Linked DNA regions of Mus musculus: regions 2 and 3 are each linked to region 1. The links are chromatin contacts, called in public Hi-C and HiChIP or PLAC-seq maps. All regions are on one chromosome and are shown on one strand. The core of a region is the stretch at or near the end of the contact, and the rest is flanking DNA. Distances in the headings are between cores, read along the strand shown. Region 1 overlaps Ccdc58 (coiled-coil domain containing 58). Region 2 holds the start of Eaf2 (ELL associated factor 2). Region 3 holds the start of Slc15a2 (solute carrier family 15 (H+/peptide transporter), member 2).

What was found. A called contact is a pair of places that touch in the nucleus more often than the background predicts. HiChIP or PLAC-seq counts read pairs in DNA pulled down with a chosen protein or histone mark.
Region 2: a contact with region 1 is called in a Hi-C map of the N1E-115 cell line, with 10 times the contacts expected there. The contact joins the promoter of Eaf2 here to the enhancer-like site in region 1. A contact is called at or near these places in 11 of 39 promoter capture datasets (the 3T3-L1 cell line, 3T3-L1-derived adipocytes, the HPC-7 cell line and 6 more), 1 of 15 datasets of contacts at CTCF or cohesin (pro-B cells), 24 of 484 Hi-C or Micro-C datasets (the AML12 cell line, the G1E-ER4 cell line, the N1E-115 cell line and 14 more), 5 of 115 datasets of contacts at active chromatin or transcription factors (embryonic forebrain and embryonic stem cells) and 1 of 9 other capture datasets (embryonic stem cells).
Region 3: an H3K27ac HiChIP or PLAC-seq map of embryonic stem cells shows a contact between it and region 1, with 7 times the contacts expected there. The contact joins the promoter of Slc15a2 here to the enhancer-like site in region 1. A contact is called at or near these places in 11 of 39 promoter capture datasets (the 3T3-L1 cell line, 3T3-L1-derived adipocytes, the HPC-7 cell line and 6 more), 3 of 115 datasets of contacts at active chromatin or transcription factors (all in embryonic stem cells) and 3 of 9 other capture datasets (adipose tissue, embryonic stem cells and liver).

Annotation. Positions count from the first base shown.
Region 1 is chr16:36,090,017-36,094,556 of GRCm38.p6, forward strand. Ccdc58 (coiled-coil domain containing 58) reads left to right here. Exons shown (of 5, transcript NM_198645.2): 5 at 1,818-2,102. The coding sequence ends at 1,868. Among named protein-coding and RNA genes, the nearest start is that of Gm41450, 10 kb to the right of the region's middle. Within about 2 kb of position 2,250, at least 7 of the 459 cell types and tissues checked have an H3K27ac peak or open chromatin away from gene starts, as enhancers often do. A contact at or near this core is called in the N1E-115 cell line and embryonic stem cells, where this site is marked.
Region 2 is chr16:36,826,106-36,830,645 of GRCm38.p6, forward strand. It overlaps Eaf2 (ELL associated factor 2), which reads right to left and starts at 2,154. Exons shown (of 6, transcript NM_001113401.1): 1 at 1,946-2,154. The coding sequence starts at 2,051. Iqcb1 (IQ calmodulin-binding motif containing 1) reads left to right here and starts at 2,295. Exons shown (of 15, transcript NM_177128.4): 1 at 2,295-2,387; 2 at 2,899-2,968.
Region 3 is chr16:36,782,931-36,787,470 of GRCm38.p6, forward strand. It overlaps Slc15a2 (solute carrier family 15 (H+/peptide transporter), member 2), which reads right to left and starts at 2,032. Exons shown (of 22, transcript NM_021301.3): 1 at 1,725-2,032. The coding sequence starts at 1,862.

The sequences.
Region 1 (4,540 bases), core at 1,000-3,499:
GACAACCAGGGGAGGGCAGTGCAGGCAGGCTCTGAGAACAAAGAACCCCAGCAACGCTGAGGGTGTGAGTGCTGTTAACTTCAGAGGATCTGTGACCTACAGAGGGGGGTTAGATACGTTCTTTGTATCTCCTAACACTAACTGTATATGGTTAACATTCAGAGTTTTTACTGTAGTAAAGAGAACTTTCAAAGAGGTTATTTGTTAAACTTAGCCTTTTGTGTAGTTACTTTTCATAAAAACAAAGTTGCCAGCATTATTCTGCAATTGTGTCGGTTAATATTCATGGAGTCTCATTGAATGCAGTTACACAGGGAACACTAAGGAGAAGGAAAGAGCAGGCAGACTTAGCTCCCCCACTCTCCTCTAGGTCTCATTAGGGTTAAATATTAGCCGCTGGGCACTGACTGACTTCTGGCATTTAATAATTGCTTATCTCGTCAGGAGCTTTGGTTGCAGAAATAATTTTGTTTCACAATGTTCACAAACAAGGAAGAAAGAGAAAGAAAAGAAATAAAAGCAAAGCAAAGCAGTCGTTAAGCAGAGCGATGCTGGTGTCTTGCTGTGTGACCTTCCAGATTTCATATGCATGGCCAGGCTTGTTAACTGTTTTTAAAGTCGTGAGTGAAATCATCCTCTACCTACTTGTAGTCACCTTTTTTTTTACTGTGTCATTAAATTTAAAAAGACTCACAGCATGCGAAGACATGACCAAATTACAGACTATAAATTGAGTGTCTTATGGCATTTCTTTATCCTGTCTTCCTGGCCAAAATGTAGCCTGAACTTGTCCTTCTATCAGCTTGAGGGCTGTGCTCCTTGGAAGGTTTGGCAATGATTGTATATTCATACATTCTCTGAAGAAGATAATTTACTCTGGGGCTGATGTGAAAGGGGTGTGGTGAATGTCTGGCTTTCGAGAGGCTGTCCAGAGGATTTTGGAACACGCCAAGTGTGATAGAGTGGAACCTTTTGGATGTGATATCCAGGTGCTCTTCAGTATGCTGGGATTACATCCCAGGAGACCCAAGTGTTCTCAGGACACTTAGCAGTGGGCTGCGCTTAGGCATCAAGAGAGTATTATTCTATCATTAGCCCACAGAAAAGTCAAAACTTAGCCAGGCATGGTGGCCCATAACTCAGGAGGCTACAGCAGGAGGATTGTGAGTTTCAGGCCAAGCCAAACAAATAGCAAGTTCAAGGCCAGTATAAACCACAAAGCAAGACCCTGCCTCAAAATGCAAATTCAAACCATTGACGGGTGTGCAGTGAGCATCTGCCTCTGCTGTGAGGTCTTCCGCTTGGAGGGAGGGATGTGCTTTCACGTGCCGGCGGCTTGCTCCTTGTATTGAGTTTCCTTTGTCACAGAAGTATGATGAATGTGTATGTGTTCTTTAACGCACATCAGAAGTCTTCTCACATAAGAATGTTAATCGCTTCCTTATCCTTTTTACACCGTTGACCCCTCTGAATTCTTCTACCAAGAACTTTCTGTAACTAGCCCCATTTAGTCTAAAGGCTTTCTCGACATTTCTGAGATGTTGTTTCAAATTTTTGGAAGCAAGGTGATCAAAACAAGAAATACACAAATACACATAATTTAGCAGAAGACAGGTCCAGCCAGCAAATGGGTGCTGACATTGTCTACTGAATGTTACCAAGGTATACATTATGCTTAATTTGGTGTGCTAAAGAGACTTACTGTTTCCGAACCCTACATCATGGTAACATACTCCAATTCTGTTGATCTGAATTTATATCCAGGCTGATTTATACAGGATATCTGGGTGACTTTTGTTTCTGTTTGAATATCTTAGGTGTTTAATGAACGCTGCCGAGTTCACTTCAAGCCTCCAAAGAATGAGTAGAGAGAGAGTTTTTTTAAGACTCGGTCATCTCATCGCCTGGGCATGACAGATGTCAGCAGGGCCAGGTTCTGAGGGTGGTCTCTGAGCCAGCAGGCTGAGACCTTTGGTTGGTTCAGCCCCATTCAGCCAAGACCTCAAGTCTAATTCTCATAATTATAAAATAATCAATTGCTATTTTATACTGATTCTGTAAAAAATGTTTTGTAACTATTAAAATAATTTTCTGACTCTGTGTACATATTTATTTGGTGACTTTACAAGTTGAGAGTTTGTACAGAGTTTCTATGTCATTATGCCTGCCTGAGTTTATTGGCATGGGTGGGGCTATAGATTAGTTTCTCTTTTGTCATTGTGGGTTTATTTTAAAGGAGCAGAATCGGACTAGAGAGACGATCAGTGGTTAAGAGCACTGGCTGCTCTTCCAGAGGACAGGTTCCATCCCTACACCCATAGGGCAGCTCACAACTGTCTATATCTCTAGCCCCAGGGGATCTGATGCCCTCTTCTGGCCTTCATAGGCACCAGGCACATATGTGATACACAGACATACATTTAGGCAAAATACCTGTACTTGTAAAATAAAAATAGACAGAGGAAAAAAAATGACAAAATCAAGCTGGATTCCATCCAAACAAACACAGTTTTTCTTCTTCAGGCTGGGCGTGGTGGCTCGTGCCTGCAGTCCAATGCCTTGGGAAGCTGATGTGGGAGCATTACAAGTCTGAGACCGTCTGGGGCTGTATAGTAAGGACCTGTCTCACAGCCAGGCTGCAGTGGTGCACGTGTTCAATCTCAGCTCTTGGGAGGCAGAGGCAGGTGGAGCTCTTGAGTTTGAGGCCAGCCATAATGAGTTCCAGGACAGCCAGGACTACACAGAGAAACCCTGTCTCAAAAAAACATTTGTCTTGTTTTTACATATAAAATAATTTGGGTTGGGGTTAGTGATGTTTCCTAGACAGTTTTCCATGGACATAGAGAAGTGTAAGCTCTAGAAAAGGAAGGGGGTAAATGACTAAAACAAGAGCCCTATTGGATTTGAGAATTTTCAGCAGTGAAGAGAAGTACTTTGTACTGGGTACTGGCTATCTGTGGCCATAGAACAGACCATCCCAGGTTAACTGCTTGGTGTCATCCTATTAATATTTTCTGTGTCCCAGTCCTGTGGTTTCAAAGCCCAGATAGACTGGATTCAGGGTGTGGAAGCTGAAATGCAGCTTGGAATGAGACTGGCTTTTGTGTCCACAGAAAGGGGGCGTGGGGGGTGGGGGGGGGAAGAGGGGCTCTTTTGAGTTCTTTGACCTTGGTGGCAGAAATTAGATGCATGAGTTGTGGTGCATTTTATTCCCTGAGTCCTGCATTTCTCAACACATGGATCTTATTTCTCCATTGTCACGTTAGCCATGGTGTTTTAATGTTCATGGTTCTGCAGTCTCTCTGACTTCCTTTCCTGCTGTAAGCCAGACCAGTGACATTCAAAGGGTTCTTCTTAGCTTATTAGCTCTACCATATTGCTGCATTTCTCTAACAGAGGCATTTGGCTGATCTATATTATCACTCTTGCCTTGTAATGTAGCAATCACAGATGTGATTAGGGAGGACAGACGTCCTGCTGGTTTGGATTCTGTTTAGTCATGATTTAACTGAAGCATGTGGCTCTGGCTTGTCCGGCTTCTGGTGGGCCTGAACCTTCAGCATGATGATCTTCACCAGATTATGTTCCTGGAAGTCAGCCATGGAGGCAGAAGAGTTTGCTGTTTAATCGACAGAACATTTTGGAGTGTTTACGGTGTGTGTTTGTTGGAGATACTGATAATATTCTTTTGGGACCTTACTCAGGATAGTGCTTACCTACATAATACATACGTGACTCTAGATTTGATCTCCAGCCTCCTTCCCCCCCCCCCCCAAAGAAAAGACCTTAAGGTGGCACACACCTTTAATCTCAGAATTTGGGAGGTAGAAGCAGGCAGATCTCTGAGTTCAAGGCCAGCCTGGTCTATATAGCGAGTTCCAGAGCCACATAGACCCTATCTGGCAAAAAGGTTGGTTACAGTTACCATATAGCCTTTTCCATGAGAAAAAAAATTTAAAAGACAATATTGAAAATCTTTTCTGTGGAGTTGGTCTGTAACAATTTTTAAATGACATGAGATAAAAGTCTGAATGGTGTAGATGAAAATACAGCTAGGATCTTGATGGCAGTCTCGGGGAAATACAGATTCTCCATTAAGATTGTATGAGCTTTCCAGACTGTCAGATCTGCTATCAAGAGTGCTTTCTAGCTAATCCAGTCATGTTAAGGAGCCTGAATTAATCCAGTGTGACATTAATTGAGCACTTAACCTCAGTTTGGAGTAAATTAGTATAAGTGAATACACTGAACATGTGTCAATAGCATTTAAAGCTTCAGGTTGGAAGATAAAATCTATCCTTTTGAAAGGCAGGTTTGCTTGCTGAAACCTGTCCACAATCACTACCTTACAGCAATTTGGCTTTTGCTGCGTTTACTTGAGAGAAACAACATGCCAACATTCAGAGATGAATTTGGCTTTTACTTGGCAGACAACGGGCTCATGAAGAAACACTCATGTCAAGTTCTATGCAAAAATATAGATCAGGAAGTCAGGGAAGTGAGTGGATTGCAGATGACTGTTGGTTGGAGAACATAATGC
Region 2 (4,540 bases), core at 904-3,403, 740 kb after region 1:
TCTAATTTGGAAAATATGTTTTCAACATCTTAAGAACTTTTGTAAAGCCGGGATGTAGCTCAGCGATAGAGCACTTGACTAGTATGCACAAAGCCCTGGGTTTGAGTTCTAACGCTGTAATTAATCCTGTAAAGAACCCATAAATAAAAGTCTTAGGAACACCTGCAAGGCACTTTTCAAAAGCTGTATTTCATTCATTTAATTTTGGATTTGCATCTGTAGGAAGAGAATGCATATCTAAGCTGTAAAATATATATACATCGAGGGACTGGAGAGATGTTTCAGAAGTTAAGAGCACCACTGGCTGTTCTTACAGAGAACTTGGGTCCTTCTCAGCACCAGCATCAGGTCACTGATAGCCACGGTTAACTCCACTTACAAGGGACTTGAGGCTCTCTTGCGGTCTCTGAGGGCACTGCATAATATGATGTGCATATATAGACTCAGGCCCACACATACACATAAAAAAAATAAACATATCTATCACTAAATAACTTTTTTGTAACTTTAAACTTTGTACTGAAAAACAAAAGATCACTGCATGCCTGAGAAGAAGGAAGAGGAAAAGGACATAGTACTTGGGAAAGGGGCATTGAGAGGTCAGTTAAGAACAGTACCTTGCTTTTGGAAAGGGGAGAGACAGAGAGACAGAGAGAGAGAGGGGGAGGGAGGGGAGGGAGGGAGGGAGGGAGGGAGGGAGGGAGAGAAGGAGAGAGGGAGAGAGAGAGAGAGGGAGAGAGAGAGGGAGGGAGAGAGGGAGAGAGACTATGGCTGCACAACACTCACTGATTCATTGTGGGGAACTCTGGATGGTAACCCAGAGCAAAATAAACAAGGAGCACTACTGAAGTTCTGTTGGTAAACTTCTCCCATTTATTCCACCAAAACATGATATTTTTGCTTAATGCAGCCTTTTTATAAAGCTTAAATATAATCAATGGAAGGTTAAACCCATTGGTTCTTCCTACATTTACTCTGAGTTATTATAGATGAATTGTCTACAACTTAAACTTTGAAGACTGAGTTTTAAATGAGTGTTTTTCAGAATATAAACCTTGTAAGGAAAAGGACAGAATGGTGGAGAATGTAGGACAAGCAGACAGTAAAGAAGAGCTGGGCTGCAAAAGAGATGTGAAAAAAAATCTACAATTTCACACACACACACACACACACACACACAGAGGTCACAACTCAGTGACCTTTCCCTTATGCGCTAGAATTCTGTGGCCTATTATGCAAAAAAGAAGTTTTACATACAAAATTAAGTTATATTTTTCGTGCTGGCATCTCATTTAATTACTAAAACGAAAAGGCTCATTATAACCTCTTTTTCAACAATATTAGAGATAACCTATTAAAATAGATCCCAGAGAACAAAACACCAAAGGGTAGAAATCATTAGGAGGTAGATTTTTAAAGTAAAGAAACTAGATAAAAAAATCTTTCAATTTTTGATAATCAGTAATTACTTAGTTGACCATGAAATCTGAGATGGAAAGAGATACAAACGATTGAGACAGCTGACAATCTCTTCCCAAGAACAAACTAAATGGGAACCCTCATCAGCCAGAATGGGGAAGAAATGTCCTTGTGGCCTCTCCACATCACTTTTGCCCTGCATTCGGTCCTTTGTTCCATCTGTCTGTCACCTTTTCAAACTCTGCACCATCCACTTGTCACGCTAGTCTCCACAGCCACCCGTGCAGATCGTCCCACAAAACTTCCTCTCAGGTCTGTCAGTCTCACTTAAACCCTTCCAGGGTTCTCCTACACTGTGGGACGCCAGGTGCCTGCACAGAGGCTGGCAACTGGGTAGTGGATCACTGTGCCATCTGGTCTCCCGGGGAGCAAAGAGCGGCGGGGACAGAATTACAGAATCCGGAGGAGTCTGTCTCCATACCACCCTCCCATCCCAGAAGGAACCCGGGGTACAGTCTGCACTCACAGCGCACGGTGTGGAAGGCACAGCGCGGCTGCTTCTCGAAACTTTCGCCTAGCTTGAGAACCCGCTCGCGACGGTCCAGGTATGCAAGTCCCGCTGGTCCACTCATCCTCGTCCCCTGCCTCCCGCTTTTGGCCTTCGCCGTCCCCTGCCACAGCCTCTGGAACAGCTGCACTGGCTGCGAGCTTGAGTTCGGTGCCCGGGACCAGCTCCTTTCACCTCCAGACGCGTGCGGCCGCCCCTTGGAGCGCCCCGAGTCTTGATTGGCTGTCTGGAGACACCTGCCCCGCCCCTCGCCCCAGGGCCCCGCCCCGCCCCTGGCCACCATCCCCGCCCCTAGCCCCCTTCCCGCGTCGCGACGCACACAGCTCGGCGGAGACCGCCTCGCTGAGGTACGCTGTGCGGGTCGGGCCCTGAGGTGGACGGACGCGGGGAAAGAGATGAGGTAACAGACCCGAGATGGCGGCTGGGATGGAGGAAAGGCCCTAGGGGGGCGGGGAAGCTAGGACGCCAGACACCCAGGGCAGAACTGCCTGGCGGGGCCTGGTAACGGGAGCGTGGGCCTCCTCCGCGCCGGGCCCGCAGGTTTGGTGTGGAAACGGACGCCTGACGAGAGGTGGCGGCCGGGCCCAGGCCTGGGGCCTCCTGAGGCCTAGCTGCTCTGAGGCGGGTCTGGAACCCCAGCCGCGCCCCCTCAGGTGATGTGACCAGACTGGAAACCTCTGGAAGCCGCGCAGTTACCTTTAAGGGCCGTTCATTTATTTATTTTTTCTTCTTTCTTTCTTTCTTATTTATTTATTTATTTATTTATTATTTTTTAATTAGCCCTTTAAAAACACAGGCTTTTCCCGCCGGGGTTAGGACCTGAGGAGGGGGCGTTTCCGGAGGCGACGGAGAAGCCTAGGGTTAGGGGTAACTGACTGCTGTACGTTTGTTTCTGGCATTTGTTTCTGTAGTGATTCCTGGAAGCACTGAAGAGCGCGGCCTTGGGACTCTTGATTTCTCAGAGATCAGTCTAGCAGTAGGGTAAGAGCGTCAATTGATTGATAATTGCCTTCACACACACACACACACACACCCCACCTCACAGAAGTGTTATGAAGTAGGAGAAAGCGTGCTTTGTATTGGAGGATTATTCAGAGAAAGTCTACAGTGAGCCCCCTCAGGTGATTCTTCAGGTTAATTGTGGCATCAGACTATGCTTTCAGCACTTCTACCTTAAATAGGTTTGTCAATTTATTTTTTTCAGATGGATGAGGGATTATTTTTTGCCTTCTACCCTTTAAAGATACAAGGAGAGATTGTTCAATGTATTTATGCACGAAGGTTCTGAAGCCAGAATCTCTGGGCTTGTACGTCAGCTTCATACTCTCAATGTGATTTTTGTGCAAGCAAATCAAACAAATGTGTTTATCATTAGAATTGGGGAAATAATAATAGCTATGTAAAAAATAATGCCATTCCTTAGAATTGTTGAGGTGGTTAAATGAGTTAATACATGCTCTCTAAATAATTATTTTGGGTTCAGCAATACTTTCATATTTTTAGACTTAATCATTGCTGAATGCCTTATAAATTTTGAAGTCTAGGGACAAGGGATGGCTATTATGTTCATAGATGAAAACACTGGTTTAGAGAAACCCAGGTGGTTGATTTTGTGGCCATCTAATGTCAAGAGGGATTTGTTCAGTGGCACAAGTGAGTGGATGTATACTTTCACATTGATTTTATTACCATATTGTATAAAGTAATTTGCAATCAGAATGGCCACCAGTGAAGGGAATGTTTAAGCATATTTTGATGAATTCTTACAAAGAACAGGATAATGTAGACACCGGAAAGAGTAAGACAACATGCATTCTCTTGGAAAGTTTTACATCTTCTACATGCTAGGAATGTTATTGGGCTTTCTTTAAAATAGTTTCAGTGGATTTGTCTATTAATGATTTATATTTTACTCAAGAAGAGGGTCTCACTATAGTTCTGGTTGTCTTGAAACTCACTATATAGAGGTCCGTCTTGAACTCACAGAGATCCACCTGCCTCTGTTTCCCAAGTGCTGAGATTTAAAGGCATGTGCCACTATGTCCAGCTAAGTTTTATTTTTCTTAACTGCACATTTAAGATGATTATGGTAACTATTTCATAACCCCATTGAAAGGATAAAATAATGCATTAAAACCCATTTAGCACAGTTCTTCATAATAAATATGTTTATTAATTAAAATATGTTTTATATTAATGATACTATTGAGCTTCAAATACTTATATAGAAAAGTTATAAAGAAAAGTTTTAGTAAAAAACTATAGAAAACTACCTAGAAAACTATATAGACTTATATAGAAAAGCTTTAGTAAAAAAAAATTGAGGTGTGGATTTTTGAATTTTAGAATTGATAGACTATAAGTAATTTTAAATTTTGTTATAATTTCATAACATTTCTTAGGTCTAGTATGTGGGGTTTTCCAAACCATCTCCAGGTTCAGTGATTAGGTGGACGGGCTCACAGGATTCAACACATACATTGTCTTATTTGTAGCTGTACTTTATAGTGAAGATATGTAAAGCAAAGTCAGTAAAGTGAAAAGATCATATAG
Region 3 (4,540 bases), core at 782-3,281, 690 kb after region 1:
ACAGTATCTTAATAAAAGCCTATGGCTCTAGGCAAGAGGATGATCATAATTATTGCTAAGAATAAATTGAAAAGATAGCCTCAGGAGCACGTGATATCCAGGCAGTCAGAGCCAGATGTCACACTCTCATTTAGCTCTACTACAGGGACTGGCTGGTCCCATCTGCCATGGTCACCATTCTGGGGGAAATCTTGACAATCTGATGACTTCTCTTTCATGGTTTGCAAGACCCAGGCATAGAGTTCAAAGTGGTGGCCAGGCACTCCTAAATATAAGCCGATTGGTCACCTTAACTCTGGGAAGAAAATTCTGAAATCCTATGAAATTAAGTGTCCACCTTTCCTACTAGTATGCTTACGTAATGTTTCCTTTTAAATTGTATTTGTATTTATGTACATATGTGTTTGTATATGTGAGAGCCTAAGTATGTGGGTACCTGCAGAGACCAGAAAAAGATGTTGGATCTCCTAGAGCTGGAGTTATAGGTTGTTGTGAGCTGTCTGACTTGGGAACCAGGAGCCAAACTCTGGTCTTTTGAAAGAACAGCAAGTGCTCTCAACTGCTGAGCCATCTCTCCAGCAACAAGGTTTTCATTTTCAAGCTGTACATAAGAGTAACTGTGCTATTTCATGCATTATGTAAAATAGTAAATATCACATTTTATTTTAAATCTCTTTCTACACAATAGCGCCACTAACGTGGAAAGGGGACAAAGATCATCTATCCTTTGAGACATTCAAACATTAACATGAGATTTATATTACCTCTTATTTCACAGGTATGTACCTCTCTAACCACCCTTAACAAGATATGATAAACTATATATAAAAAACTTAGTCTGCCTTTTACCCATGTGGATATGAATAAATCACCTTTCTATATACATGTTACTGCATGATAACAACTTGATTGAAAGATGCACTGAGTTGAAATTATTACCTTTGCAGCTCTCATCCTGAGAACTATGTAACATAGAGTTTATTTAACATTAGCGGCATACACTCTCACTGATTGGATTAACATGCAATCCTTACTGAAGTGACACCAGTACTCCGCTCTGTGTTTCATTTCTGTTACTTCAAGGAAATCAGAATCATACTGACCTCATGGTTGATACTAAGAACTCAGCAAATAATTGGTTATTATTACTGTAGCCTTTCTACAAAGAGGATTTTAATATGATATGAGAATCGAACAAGGCGATACAATCGGAAGTGCTTTAACGAGTACGAAATACAAAATATTATTCTTTGTTCCTCTATCCAACCTCCCACTTTAAAGTAGGGACACTTAGTAACAGAGAGTGGGTCTATTCTAAAGCTTTTTTGGTGTCCAAAAAAAGAAGGCTCTGCACACAAGGGAAACTAAAGGCTGAGTTTTGGTATTGGTAAGGAAAGAACAATCACACACAGTTCTCCAGACAGGAATGCTTGCCAAGTCTCCCTGGACATTCAAAGTGCTTTTTCTCCCCCAGGGAATATGCAATGAAACAGAGCAAAACTCTGGGGCCCAACTGAAAAAAAAAATCTGGCTAACCCACCCTGTTGCTTCCTTCCCAAAACAGAAGAGTCTAGAATTAATTTTCAGGTGAATTCTAATTCCATGAAAGCAGTAGTTTTTCTGCTCTAATACAGTTCAGCACAAAGTTCCAACAGCCAACGAGAAACTTCAAAAGACTTCCGTATGCTATTACTGTCAGAGACAAACCGAACTTTGGGACTCACCGGAGTTGACTTCTTTGGAGGGCTTGGAGGTCCAGGCAGCATCTCTTCAGTAGAGACAGGTGAAAAGAGCGTTTCCTTGGACTCATTTTTCTGGAAAGGATTCATGGCTGGCTCCTTACTCTCTCTCTCCTCAAGCATTTGGCTTCAGTAGGCAGCTAGGACTGCTGCCAGCCTACAGTGAAAAGGGGGACTAGGGGGAGGAGGGATAGCTACAGCAAATAGGTTTAACCCTGTGGGTGTCAGTTTCAGTGGCTGCCTGCCTTAGAGCAGAACTTGAAGCTATAGGAAAAGAGAGGGGCTGCACGCTGATTGTGCCAAAGGTAAGGCATGGGGAAGTAAGAACAACACGTCACAAGTCACGAGATGAGAAGAAACAGTGCTAGAGAATCGATTAGGGTTATCTGTTTGAGAAAAATACCTCTGCAAATGAGGACTAGATAGTACTCAAGAATGCAGCATCTTGGCTAGGCATACAGCTCAGTGGTAGAACATTATGCCCTGCAGGTCCTGAATCTGATTTCTAATGGCATGTGGGGGTGGGGGCGGGAAGAATACAACAGTGTAAACACAGAAGGCTGATTTCAGATTAATAATATCTGCCATTATTGGGCACTTATTATGTGCCATGTTAATGTATATGCGTTATTCATATATGTATGCATGCATACCTTTGGTTTTCATACATTTTACTGCTATCTTTATTATACCACAATTATTGTTCCAAGAAATCAGGAAACTTATCTAAAAATCACAGGGCCAGTAAAGTGGCAGATCTGGAATTTTCACTATGCAGAAACAGATAGGAAAAGCAGAGACAGGTATCAGCAGTCAGTCGTGCAGGTATGGAAGCCACAGAAGTGGAAACGCAGGGAGGCTAGGAAGTCAAAATGCTGTGAACAAGAAGGAAAGTCATCACAGAACTGAATCTGAGAATAAGAATGATCCGGGCTTAGGTTTTCAACATCATAGCATTCAGCTAGAAAATCCTGTAAGTAAAAAATACAAGGTTAAAGAAAATGACAGGGAAAAGAAGAGTTGGTAATGGCCCTTGCTAAAGTCGCTTTCTGTATTTTCAATTTATCTCTTCAAAAATCAGTTCATTCATTCATTAAGAAATAAAATTTAACATGTGCAAAAAATTATGAACCAGTTGCTTTCTAGGTATTATTGCAAGCATTAAATGTTCTTAACTTTCAGTGGATTTTATTCCGACGCTAGAATACTATACTCAGTCCCTTGTCAGACAAGCAATTGGAATACACATTGTGACAATAGATACATTATACCCTACATTGAATTGAATGTATATAAAATTGAAAGTGTAGTACTATATATCACTGATGTAAAAGCATTGGCTTTCACTGTGACATTTCCACACATGCGCGTCACGCGGTCTGAATGAACACAGTCTCCTTGCATTTCCTTCTTTCTCCCCTTGGTGTGTTACTTTTGCTAATCCAAAGAGGTAAGAGAAGCACAAAAGAAAGGGGGAGATATTGCCAAAGGCTACAAAGGACATTTTCTGCACCTTGGGGTTACACCCTGAGCACTAACCCACCAAGTCAGGCAATGTCAAGATGAGTGATTTCATTGGCGAATGCAAGAGAGGAAACTGAGAACGAAGAACAAGGAAAAGAGGACAATGTAGGGGAAGGAATATGAGCAAATTAAAATTCATACATATATGAAATTTTTTAAAAATGCATTATTTTCTATGTTAACTAAGAAAATAGTAAAATGAGAAGTAGGGGGAACAGGATAGAAAACTCTATGGCCTTATTTCTTGCAAAATTCGTACATTATCCGTTTGAATGACTTTTCAACAAATGAACCTTTCCCCCCCTAAACTTTAACTTGGACTTTGACCAGGTTCTCTCAGGTTCTATTGTAGTTTTCATCTATTTTCTCTTCCACCAACCTTTACCCAAAGAATAATCCCGTTTTACTTCTGCCTGGAGCATTAATGATTAATCTGTAGTTGTTCTTTTAGGAAATATTGCCTTTCCTGACCTAACTCAGTTAAATACTGAATCTAAAATAGGCAGAACTTTCTGGTCAGGTTACCTAGTAGAGGCACGAGCGTAGTGTCGACTTATTAAGTTACCGGTTTCCCTTGCCTTGGCCTTGAACTTCTAGACGGTGTTTACTTCAGAAGAACAGATGAAGTAGCACCCATATGCACAGCCAGAGGTCCCCGGTTGCCAGGCTCCAGAGCGTGAACTTTGGTTTTCAAACCAATTTCTATGAAATCTGTCTTTTTGCAAGACAAGGTCTTGCTGATCTTCCTACTTAGCCAAGGATGGCCTTGAATGTCTCTGATCCTCCGACTTCTACCTTCAGCATTGCTGAGCGCTGGGAGTCCAGGAATGAGCGGCCAACTCGTTTCAAGTTTATGTAGTGCTGGAGACTGAACTCAGTTCAGGGTTTTGTGAGTGCTAAGCAAGCACTCTACCAACTAAGTCATAGCCCAAAGCCTGAAGTTTATCTCTGGATAATGGCAATACAATAACAGCATTTATTCACAGAGTCAAATAATATCAGAGATATAAGAAATCTGAAGCATTCCTTAGGTAAATTCAGCTTCTCTGATGCTAAGGATCACCTAGAGCAATAGCATATTAAGATGCTTGCTTATACTCTTGTTTCTGGTAGGTCGGCCTGAAACAGAAGGGTACAAGTCCAAGAGATACATAAGAAAAAACATCTTTGACATAGAATTAGTATTAAACCCTTCAGAGATAAAAAAGGACAATAGAAATAATAGAAGAATCTGAATATCAGAATCAAACATCAATGACAAAAAAAAAAAGGATATT